Linked DNA regions of Pan troglodytes: region 1 is linked to region 2. Evidence: chromatin contacts called from public HiChIP or PLAC-seq data. All regions are on one chromosome and are shown on one strand. The core of a region is the stretch at or near the end of the contact, and the rest is flanking DNA. Distances in the headings are between cores, read along the strand shown. Region 1 holds the start of DCLRE1B (DNA cross-link repair 1B). Region 2 holds the start of PHTF1 (putative homeodomain transcription factor 1).

Region 1 (4,429 bases), core at 26-2,525, 140 kb after region 2:
TGTTTCTCAGACTGGTCTCCTACTGGAATCAACTGAAATGTTTATTAAAAATACAGATTCCTGGGTTCCCTCCCACCCTACTGAAATCAGAATCAGTCCCTGGACTGGATGACAAAAAGCACCCCAAGGGATTTTTATGCATAGTAAAGTTTGTGAACCATAGCTGTAGGCAAGAGTTATGTGTTCAGGTATGTATAATGGAAAAATTCTGTCTCAAATGAGGCAAAGTGGCCTACTAGTAAGCTGCTGCAATTGCTTTGTTGATGAAGGCCTGGACCAGAACAACAATGCTAATAAACAAGAGAGGATGGATATTTAGAATTATGAATTCAAACCATCTGACATAAGAAGTGAGAGATCAGGTGTCCTCAAGGTTGGCTCCCACGCATAGTCGGCTGCTGGTGGCATTCATCAACACAAATGTAAGCTGAACAGGTTTGAGGAAGACGGAAGAATGTCCGGGCTATTTCGGACATACTTTTGATAAACCATGCACGTGGAAATGCCAAGCAGGCAGTGGGATACGTGGGTCTGAAGCTAAAAAAGGAAGTCTGTACTAGCTATATTATAGATCCAGGAGTCACCAGTAATTGCTCAAGCCCGTGATATGGAGGAAACTACCCAGCTGAGTAAAAGATGCTGCAGAGGGGAGACTGACATGGTACTCCAAAGCAGCAGGACGAAGACCGAACCATATAACTGCCACGTGTGAAAGCTAATTTACCCTTTCAGAGAGACTGGGGCTAGTGAGCCCTGATGGGGATTGCAAAGGGAGCAGTTAGCACGCGAAGGGGGTTAGGTGATACCTAATCACTCGCTGGATGACATTCCGGTAGCGCAGCCTATCAGCTTGAATGTGAGGATTGCACAGAGCCTTCTTCAGCTCCTTCACCACGTCCTCGGAGCCAAGGTACGGCATCTTCCTAAGAGTCACAGGGCAGCTCCCACAGCTCCCACGGTAACTCGAGGGCTCCTTCTCGTCCTGATGTGGGAGCCTGAGTAAAGAAAATATGAGTCAGTGAAAATACAAAAGGCGAGATCTCGCCTCAGGCTCGGCTTCCGTAGGACCGGCACGCTGGCCCTGACACACTTCCACGCCCTCCGCGACACCGCGAGCCCCACCCTAGGCTCTTCAGGCCCTACCGTCGGCCGGCAGGCCGTTCGCCCCGCCCACAGATCGCTCCCGCTACTTCTAGGTCCTCCGCCGGATTTCCAGCGCCGCGACCGACTGACCGCAGACCCCTCCCTCTCCAGTTCCAGCCTTAATTGCGCCTCCACGCCGTTCTCATCGCGGATAGGCCCAATCTTGCTTTCTGCGGAAGTCCCGCCCCCTTGTCAAGAGACCAAACAGAAGCGCGCTGCCGGTCTCCCCGCGAGCGAGCGCTAAGCGTAGTCCCGACTCCGACCTTAGGATGCCCTTCCCCCAACCTCTCACTCTCCAGGCGCAGCTACGCGGCTCCCTCTGGTGGAGCTGCGGCGGGCAATCGGAAATCGGCTACTTTGGCCTGTCTCCTCCCTGCAGCGCGCGCTTTGAGTGCCCGGCTCGGCCTCCGCTCCCGCGCGGTTGGGAGTGTCCAGCGCCCTCCGCGATTTGGGCTCCAGCGGGCAGGGTGACTTCCTTTTTCTGCCCACTCTGGTAACTTATTGCTCTGCTGGGCTCTTTCCCTTAGGGTCTCTGGCCCTGTTCTTGCCCCAGCATGACTTTTATCGGGACGCCGTTGTGGAAGCCTCACGCAGGAGCCCTGCCCCCGTGGAGAAGATCCCACTGGTGACTCCAACCCTACCACCATGAATGGGGTCCTGATCCCCCATACGCCCATCGCAGTGGACTTCTGGAGCCTGCGCCGGGCTGGCACCGCACGTCTCTTCTTCTTGTCTCACATGCACTCGGACCACACCGTGGGCCTGTCTAGCACCTGGGCCCGGCCCCTCTACTGCTCCCCAATTACAGCCCACCTCTTGCATCGTCACCTACAGGTATGGGGCTGGAGTCGGTCTCCGAGAGCTGGTCCAGGCATCTGGGTTGGGCCTTCAACCTGTCATTCTTGGAGTCATAGAATGGGGGCCACGAAAACTGATTTGGAAGTTGTTTGAACCCAAAAATGCATCTTTAACCCAGAATAGGAACGTGTTTTCGAAGTGACCAACTTGAGATAGTTAGCCAAAAGTTGAGGAAATATTTTAATCCAGCCAAGGAAACTATTCCTACCTTTATACGTAAGCTAGGCCGATGTTTCCCAAACTTGCCTTTTTTTTTTTTTTTTTTTTTTGAGACGGAGTCTCGCTCTGTTGCCCAGGCTGGAGTGCAGTGGCGCAATCTCGGCTCACTGCAGCCTCCGCCTCCCGGGTTCAAGCGATTCTCCTGTCTCGGCCTCCTGAGTAGCTGAGATTACAGGCGCACGCCACCACGCCCAGCAAATTTTTTGTATTTTTTGTGGAGACGGGGTTTCACCATGTTGGCCAGGCTGTTCTCTAACTCCTGACCTTAAGTGATCCGCCCGCCTCAGCCTCCCCAAGTGCTGGGATTACAAGCGTGAGCCACCACGCCCCGCCTAAACTTGCCTCATCTTAAGAATCCACCTAATGTGCTGGGTGGTTCTCCAGCTCTCTCCCCACCCCACCCTTAAGTCTCCAAGAGATTAAGATCAGGAGTAAGTTTGGGAATTGCTGACTAGACTGTTTGCTGAACTCTTTTTTTTTTTTTTTTGAGATGGAGTCTCGCTCTGTCGCCCAGGCTGGAGTGCAGTGGCGCAAACTCGGCTCACTGCAAGCTCCGCCTCCCGGGTTCACACCATTCTCCTGCCTCAGCCTCCCGAGTAGCTGGGACTACAGGCGCCCGCCACCACGCCCAGCTAATTTTTTTTCTATTTTTTAGTAGAGACGGGATTTCACCGTGTTAGCCAGGATGGTCTCGATCTCCTGACCTCGTGATCCACCCGCCTCAGCCTCCCAAAGTGCTGGGATTACAGGCATGAGCCACCACGCCCGGCCAGCTGAACTCTTAAATTGTACAAAGGGTGGGATGGGAAGTGGAAGGAGGAAGGGCAGATTGCTTGGGAATCCCCATTACAGCTTCTGCTCCTGGTGGCTCAGGATTTGGTCAGCTTTCCTGATTCATGTAAGGGATAGTCCCTGACCCGGGGAGGTAACAGGGAGAGGAGTCAGTGGTCACTGGGATGACTAACTGTTTTCTCAGGTATCTAAGCAATGGATCCAAGCCCTGGAGGTTGGTGAGAGCCATGTATTACCCCTAGATGAAATTGGACAAGAGACCATGACCGTAACCCTCCTCGATGCCAATCACTGTCCTGGTTCTGTCATGTTTCTCTTTGAAGGATATTTTGGAACCATCCTCTACACAGGTGGGCCTCTCAAGGAATCCCAGTGACTTCTCCAGACTAGATGTTATTTTTTTATTTTTATTTTTTTTTAATGTATAGACTGGGGCCTCGCAGTGTTGCCGAGGCTGGTCTCAAACTCCTGACCTCAAGCGATCCTCCTGCTTCAGCCTCCGCAGTAGCTAGGATTATTGGCACAAGCCACCACACCTGGCAGACTTTTCTTGAGCAGCCTTAACTCAATAGAAGTCTGGAGGCGCTGGAGGCCTTCTAACTTCATCACATATGAGCATAGTGACCCCATCTCAACTGATTTCCCACTCTTTTTTTTCCTTCTTCTTTTTGAGACGGAGTTTCACTCTTGTCACCCAGGCTGGAGTGCAGTGGTGTGATTGTGGCTCACTGCAACCTCCGCCTTCTGGGTTCGAGTGATTCTCTTGCCTCAGCCTCCCAAGTAGCTGGGATGACAGGCGCCTGCCACCACGCCCAGCTAATTTTCGTATTTACTGTTAGTAGAGACGGGGTTTCACCATGTTGGCCAGGCTGGTCTCGAACTCCTGACCTCAGGTGATCCACCTGGCTCAGCCCCCCAAAGTGCTGGGATTACAGGTGTGAGCCACTGCGCCTGGCCGATTTCCCACTCTTTAAGGGTCCGAACCTTGTGAAGAGTAATTGAAAAATAGGAGTAGGATGGAGACATTACAACAAAGAAACCATGCAGCTATACTGCCTAGTTCAGTGCCAGGCTACATAATAGTTTTTTCACAGACTAGTAAGCAAACGCCTGTCTATTGTTGGAGGTAGGAGAGGCTTGTCTTCTATTCTTTTGTCTCTGACCTTCTGCCCCCATGTACATATTCTTCCAGGTGATTTTCGATACACACCATCCATGCTAAAGGAGCCAGCCCTGACACTGGGGAAACAGATCCATACTTTATACCTAGACAACACCAATTGCAATCCAGCCCTGGTTCTTCCTTCCCGACAAGAAGCTGCCCACCAGATTGTCCAGCTCATTCGAAAACACCCACAACATAACATAAAGATTGGTGAGTTGTTTCCTTTCAGTTTCCTGTCACCTGTAGATAGTG
Region 2 (4,414 bases), core at 1,806-4,305:
ATCCCAGCACTTTGGGAGTCGGAGGTGGGCAGATCACAAGGTCAGGAGATCAAGACCATCCTGGCTAACACAGTGAAACCCCGTCTCTACTAAAAATACAAAAAATTAGCCGGGCGTGGTGGCGGGCGCCTGTGGTCCCAGCTACTCTGGAGGTTGAGGCAGGAAAATGGCTTGAACCCAGGAGGCAGAGCTTGCAGTGGGCCAAGATCACGCCACTGCACTCCAGCCTGGACGACAGAGTGAGACTCTGTCTCAAAAACAAAACAAAACAAAAAAACAAATAAAAACACATACTCTAAGCCAGTGATTGAATAAAATGGGGGACCATAGGCTGGATTCAGGCCACAAATGGATTTTATTTGGCTTGCAGAGGAGGAGGAGGAAGAGAAGGAAGAGTCTCTTAAAAATCCGACACAAAATGCACAATATATTTCATATAAAAATGTGTATTTCCAGCTTCTCTTGAAAAATCTGAAACTCTGGCAATATTTGGACCTGCACTGCCAAGTGGTAAAAACTAGCCAGAGCTAAGTAACCCCAGCCCTATTTATATGGGACATTTGCTCTCTAATTCATCATAGAACAACTCACTCCTTTCTGTTTTCCTGATAGTGAGGCCAAAAATCAAGTGTCACTTCTCATTATGCTTGCACTGCTTTTCTTATAACCTTCAAAGATTAAAGAACGCCATACTGGTAGTTAAATGCAGAGTTTACCAGGTAAGTACAATTCCACTCTTCATATTAATGCAGTGAAACATAGGCGGAAACAAAGAAACCAATTTACCTTAATCTGAGTCTGTTCGATTGACTTTTCCCATATCTGCTGATCGTAGGCTCCAATCTGAAAGAGGGAGTAGTCTATTAGTTAAACGATGCAAAGGAAATCCTTACATTATTAAGTCAAGCCTCATAAAAGTCATGAGCCTATTAAGTATCAATATGCTATGTGGAAAATATGCTTCTCAAGAGTTAGAATAAATCAATACTTCGAAGGACTGTTTCCTTCAAAAATCTAAAATAGCTTGACCTAAAAGTAAGTTCAAAAGCAATGCCCAAAATATTTCAAATTAATATTACCTTAAAAGATATTTCCACTTCTTGGGCGGGCATGGTGGCTCACGCCTGTAGTTTGAGACCAGCCTGACCAACATGGTGAAACCCCGTCTCTACTAAAAATACAAAAAATTAGCCAGGCGTGGTGGTGGGCGCCTGTGATCCCAGCTACTCCAGAGGCTGAGCCCGGGAGGCGGAGCTTGCAGTGAGCCGAGGTCGCGCCATTGCCCTCCAGCCTGGGCAAGAAAAGCGAAACTCCGTCTCAAAAAAAAAAAAAAAAAAAAAAATCCACTTCTTAAGGAAAAGAGCACTAGAAAAACTAGAGAGGAATAAAAGATAAGGAACAGCTCAATAAGATTGTTGATAGTATCAATCTGAGCTGTGCAGATACAGGTTTCATGTCTTTTTTGTTTTTAAGCAGTTTGATCAGAAGCAAACTTTCAAAGCATTGCGGTGGCATTGTGTATGCAGCCTGAAGGAGGTGGCTTGTAAACCTTATTCTGGGACCTGGAACCGGGTTTAAAAGACATAATGACCTTGTACATCTTTTTTTTTTTTTTCATTTATGTTGAAGTATACATGAACACCTGGCACTACTAAACTCGGGGGAAAGTAACATTATATTATTTGTGGGAGCTTTTTGCAGGAAGAATGCTTTACAAATAAAATATATATATATATATATATATATATATATTACCTTCTTTTGGTACCACGATATAGCATCTCTCTCATTTGAGGCCATCTGTGTCTCCAGCCAGAAAATGGGATTTCACTGAAAATGAAGGAAAACCAATCGGTGAGTCCAGCTGCTGAAGGTTACTCTCCCAGTTTGGGTAGGACGCGAAAACCGCTTCTCTCAGCCTCTCCATGAGCTGCTCTTTCTCCAGCTGTTTGCCAGGGAAAACACAACAAACAAACAAAAAAAAACTGGCGCAGCGGCGACCGGAGAAGCCTCTGCAATATATCGGGCGAGCGTGTTCGTGGGTGCGGGGGAGGGGCAGGGGCCGCCGCTGGAGTCGCCCGGCACCCGCCTCCTTCGCTCGCCGGCGTCCGGCTCTCACCTAGTGCCCGTTGCCCCGCGGGCCGGCGCCCGGGACCTTCGTCCTCAGTGCCCGGGGTCCCACCGTGAGGCCGGGGGCGAGGCGGCGGGCCAGGCAGGCCGCATCTTCCCCTCTAGGCGGAGACGCCGGAGAGGCCGTTACCATGGAGACCGCGGAGGCCGCCCCAGCTTCGGAGGCAGCCGGCCGCCCAGCGCCCTGAGGGCGGCAAATCGATCGCCGGTCCGAGGCCGCCTACAGGGTCACGGACTGACCAGAAAATAAGCAGAGAATGAACTGGAAAATGAGGGGGATTAAAAGTGAAGGCCTCCAGTCGCCACGGCGACAGCAAAAGGCTTTGTGCCCAGCTGGAAAAGACAGGTGCAAAGGCCCCGGACCCCGAGAGCCCGGGAGCCCAGGAGGAGGAGGCGGCGGCGGCGCTCGTCTTCTGCGGGCCGCGCCGGGATGCAGTGACTCAGCCGTCTGAGATCTGGGCTAGAGCCGCTCAGCCGACCACCGGGCAGCAGCCTTCGGCTTCCGCTTTCCGGCCTTCGCCGCCGAGGTGGCTCCGCCCCTGGCCCGGGGCCTTCCCGCCCAGCCTCGGTCCAGGCTCCGGGTCCGAGGGCCTGGGGAGTCGCGCGGCGATCGATGGCCAAGAGCAGCTCCCTCCGATCACCCTTCAGGCCTCAGCTTAAAAGTCACTTCCTCACAAACGACTCTCCCATCCAGCGGTCTAAAGGAGGTCGGTCCTGATACTCTAGTAGCTCACGTCTTTGTGGCACTCATTTTCGTGTTTCATGGCTTAATCTCTGTTCCCCAGTGGGCTGTGGGCTCCATGAGGTCAGAGACTGGGGCCTGGCACAAGCCTGGCGCTTAGGTTCCCAATGTTTGTTGAGCGAACGAATCAATGTTTGCGTGAATTTACGCTGCCCTGGGAGGAAGGGCCAGGCTGCGGCTTAGTGACTCCCTTCCTCTCCCGCCCCTCAGCAGCTCTGGGTCTGGAGATTTCTAGTGCTCAAAGGTGTAGGGGGAAAACAGGAACAAGTATTGGGCAGTCACAGCTTTTTCCAAATTAGGGTAAAGTTAGGTGGCGGCAGGAACAGGTTAATTAGGGCCGATAGAGGTCAGGAGAAAGGAAAGAAAGGTTGAACCCTCAAGTGAATATTTAAGGATACGTTAAAAGGATTTTTAGGCTGCTTTTTTTTTGGGGGGGGCCATTAATGGAACACTGTCCCCTTACAGCCATTCTCCCCACCTTATTTGAAGCCGTGTTCTTGCTAGCCCACAGCGTGTAGCATCTGGGTCAGAGAAAGCTAATGACAGATGATAGCTTCACTTAAGAAAGCCTAAGAGGCGCTGTACTCAATGTTTTGCAGACATTATTTCTTCTTATCTATTGAGTGGGCACCAGGTGGAAGTTATCCCATTTCACGGATGAGGAAAATCGACTAAGCTAAAATAACTCCCACAGGACTAAGTTTTACAAATTACTTCACCCAGCCTGGGCGCAGTGGCTCACGCCTGCAATCTGGGCGCTTTGGGAGGCCTGAGGCGGAAATGTAGCTTGAGCACAGGAGTTTGAGACCAGCCTTAGCAACATGGCCAGACCCCGTCTCTTAAAAAAAAAAATTAGCCGGGGGTGGTGGCGCGCACCTGTAGTCCCAGCTACTTCGAAGACTGAGGCGGGAGGATCGTCTGAGTCCACGAGTTCGAGGCTGTAGTGAGCTATGATTGCACCACTGCACTTCGGCCTAGGCAACAGAGACCTGTCTCAAAGTAAAAATTATTTTACCCTTATTTTTATGTTGCACACATTGGCAGTGGTTTCCTTCTGCTTTTGCTCCTTGACAGCTTTTCCTTTCCTTAGTGCTAAACATTACAATTCTGTTGAGCTTCAAGACAAATGGCCAACTTGAAAAAAGAGATAAATGACAAGTGAAAAACGTCGAATTTTGCACACGTAAATATTTAACCTCAATTACATTAATAGCAAAAGTACTTTACTTCACTGTTTGGCACACAGAAGATTTTCAGGGAGTGTCTGGAGGAACTGAATCAGGTAAGAAGTATTAGAGAATAGTGGTAAGTAGCAAACCATTTTTCAGGTGCCCTGTTGGAAACTATTCAGTGCTTCCTGCGGCTACCAGCGAACAAGGTCTGAATCCTTGCTCCCAACCAATAATCTGTGATCTTAAGCAATTTATTCAACTAACAAGCCTGTTTTCTCACCTGTATTATGGAGATAGTCACCTTCTTAAGGATGTGAGGATTAAATGAGAAACCCTCATATAAACTGCCTGGCCCATGGCAGTTACTCAA

What was found. HiChIP or PLAC-seq counts read pairs in DNA pulled down with a chosen protein or histone mark.
Region 1: an H3K4me3 HiChIP or PLAC-seq map of stem cell-derived excitatory neurons shows a contact between it and region 2, with 2.7 times the contacts expected there. The contact joins the promoter of DCLRE1B here to the promoter of PHTF1 in region 2. A contact is called at or near these places in 1 of 7 Hi-C or Micro-C datasets (stem cell-derived neural progenitor cells) and 1 of 1 datasets of contacts at active chromatin or transcription factors (stem cell-derived excitatory neurons).

Annotation. Positions count from the first base shown.
Region 1 is chr1:111,131,737-111,136,165 of NHGRI_mPanTro3-v2.0_pri, forward strand. It overlaps DCLRE1B (DNA cross-link repair 1B), which reads left to right and starts at 1,276. Exons shown (of 4, transcript XM_524804.9): 1 at 1,276-1,977; 2 at 3,197-3,362; 3 at 4,205-4,387. The coding sequence starts at 1,789. It overlaps AP4B1 (adaptor related protein complex 4 subunit beta 1), which reads right to left and starts at 1,378. Exons shown (of 10, transcript XM_003949513.3): 1 at 1,144-1,378; 2 at 807-995. The coding sequence starts at 919.
Region 2 is chr1:110,985,038-110,989,451 of NHGRI_mPanTro3-v2.0_pri, forward strand. It overlaps PHTF1 (putative homeodomain transcription factor 1), which reads right to left and starts at 3,056. Exons shown (of 19, transcript XR_010158683.1): 1 at 2,120-3,056; 2 at 1,756-1,830; 3 at 787-843. LOC112205003 (a long non-coding RNA gene) reads left to right here and starts at 2,700. Exons shown (of 3, transcript XR_008540242.2): 1 at 2,700-2,837; 2 at 3,947-4,154.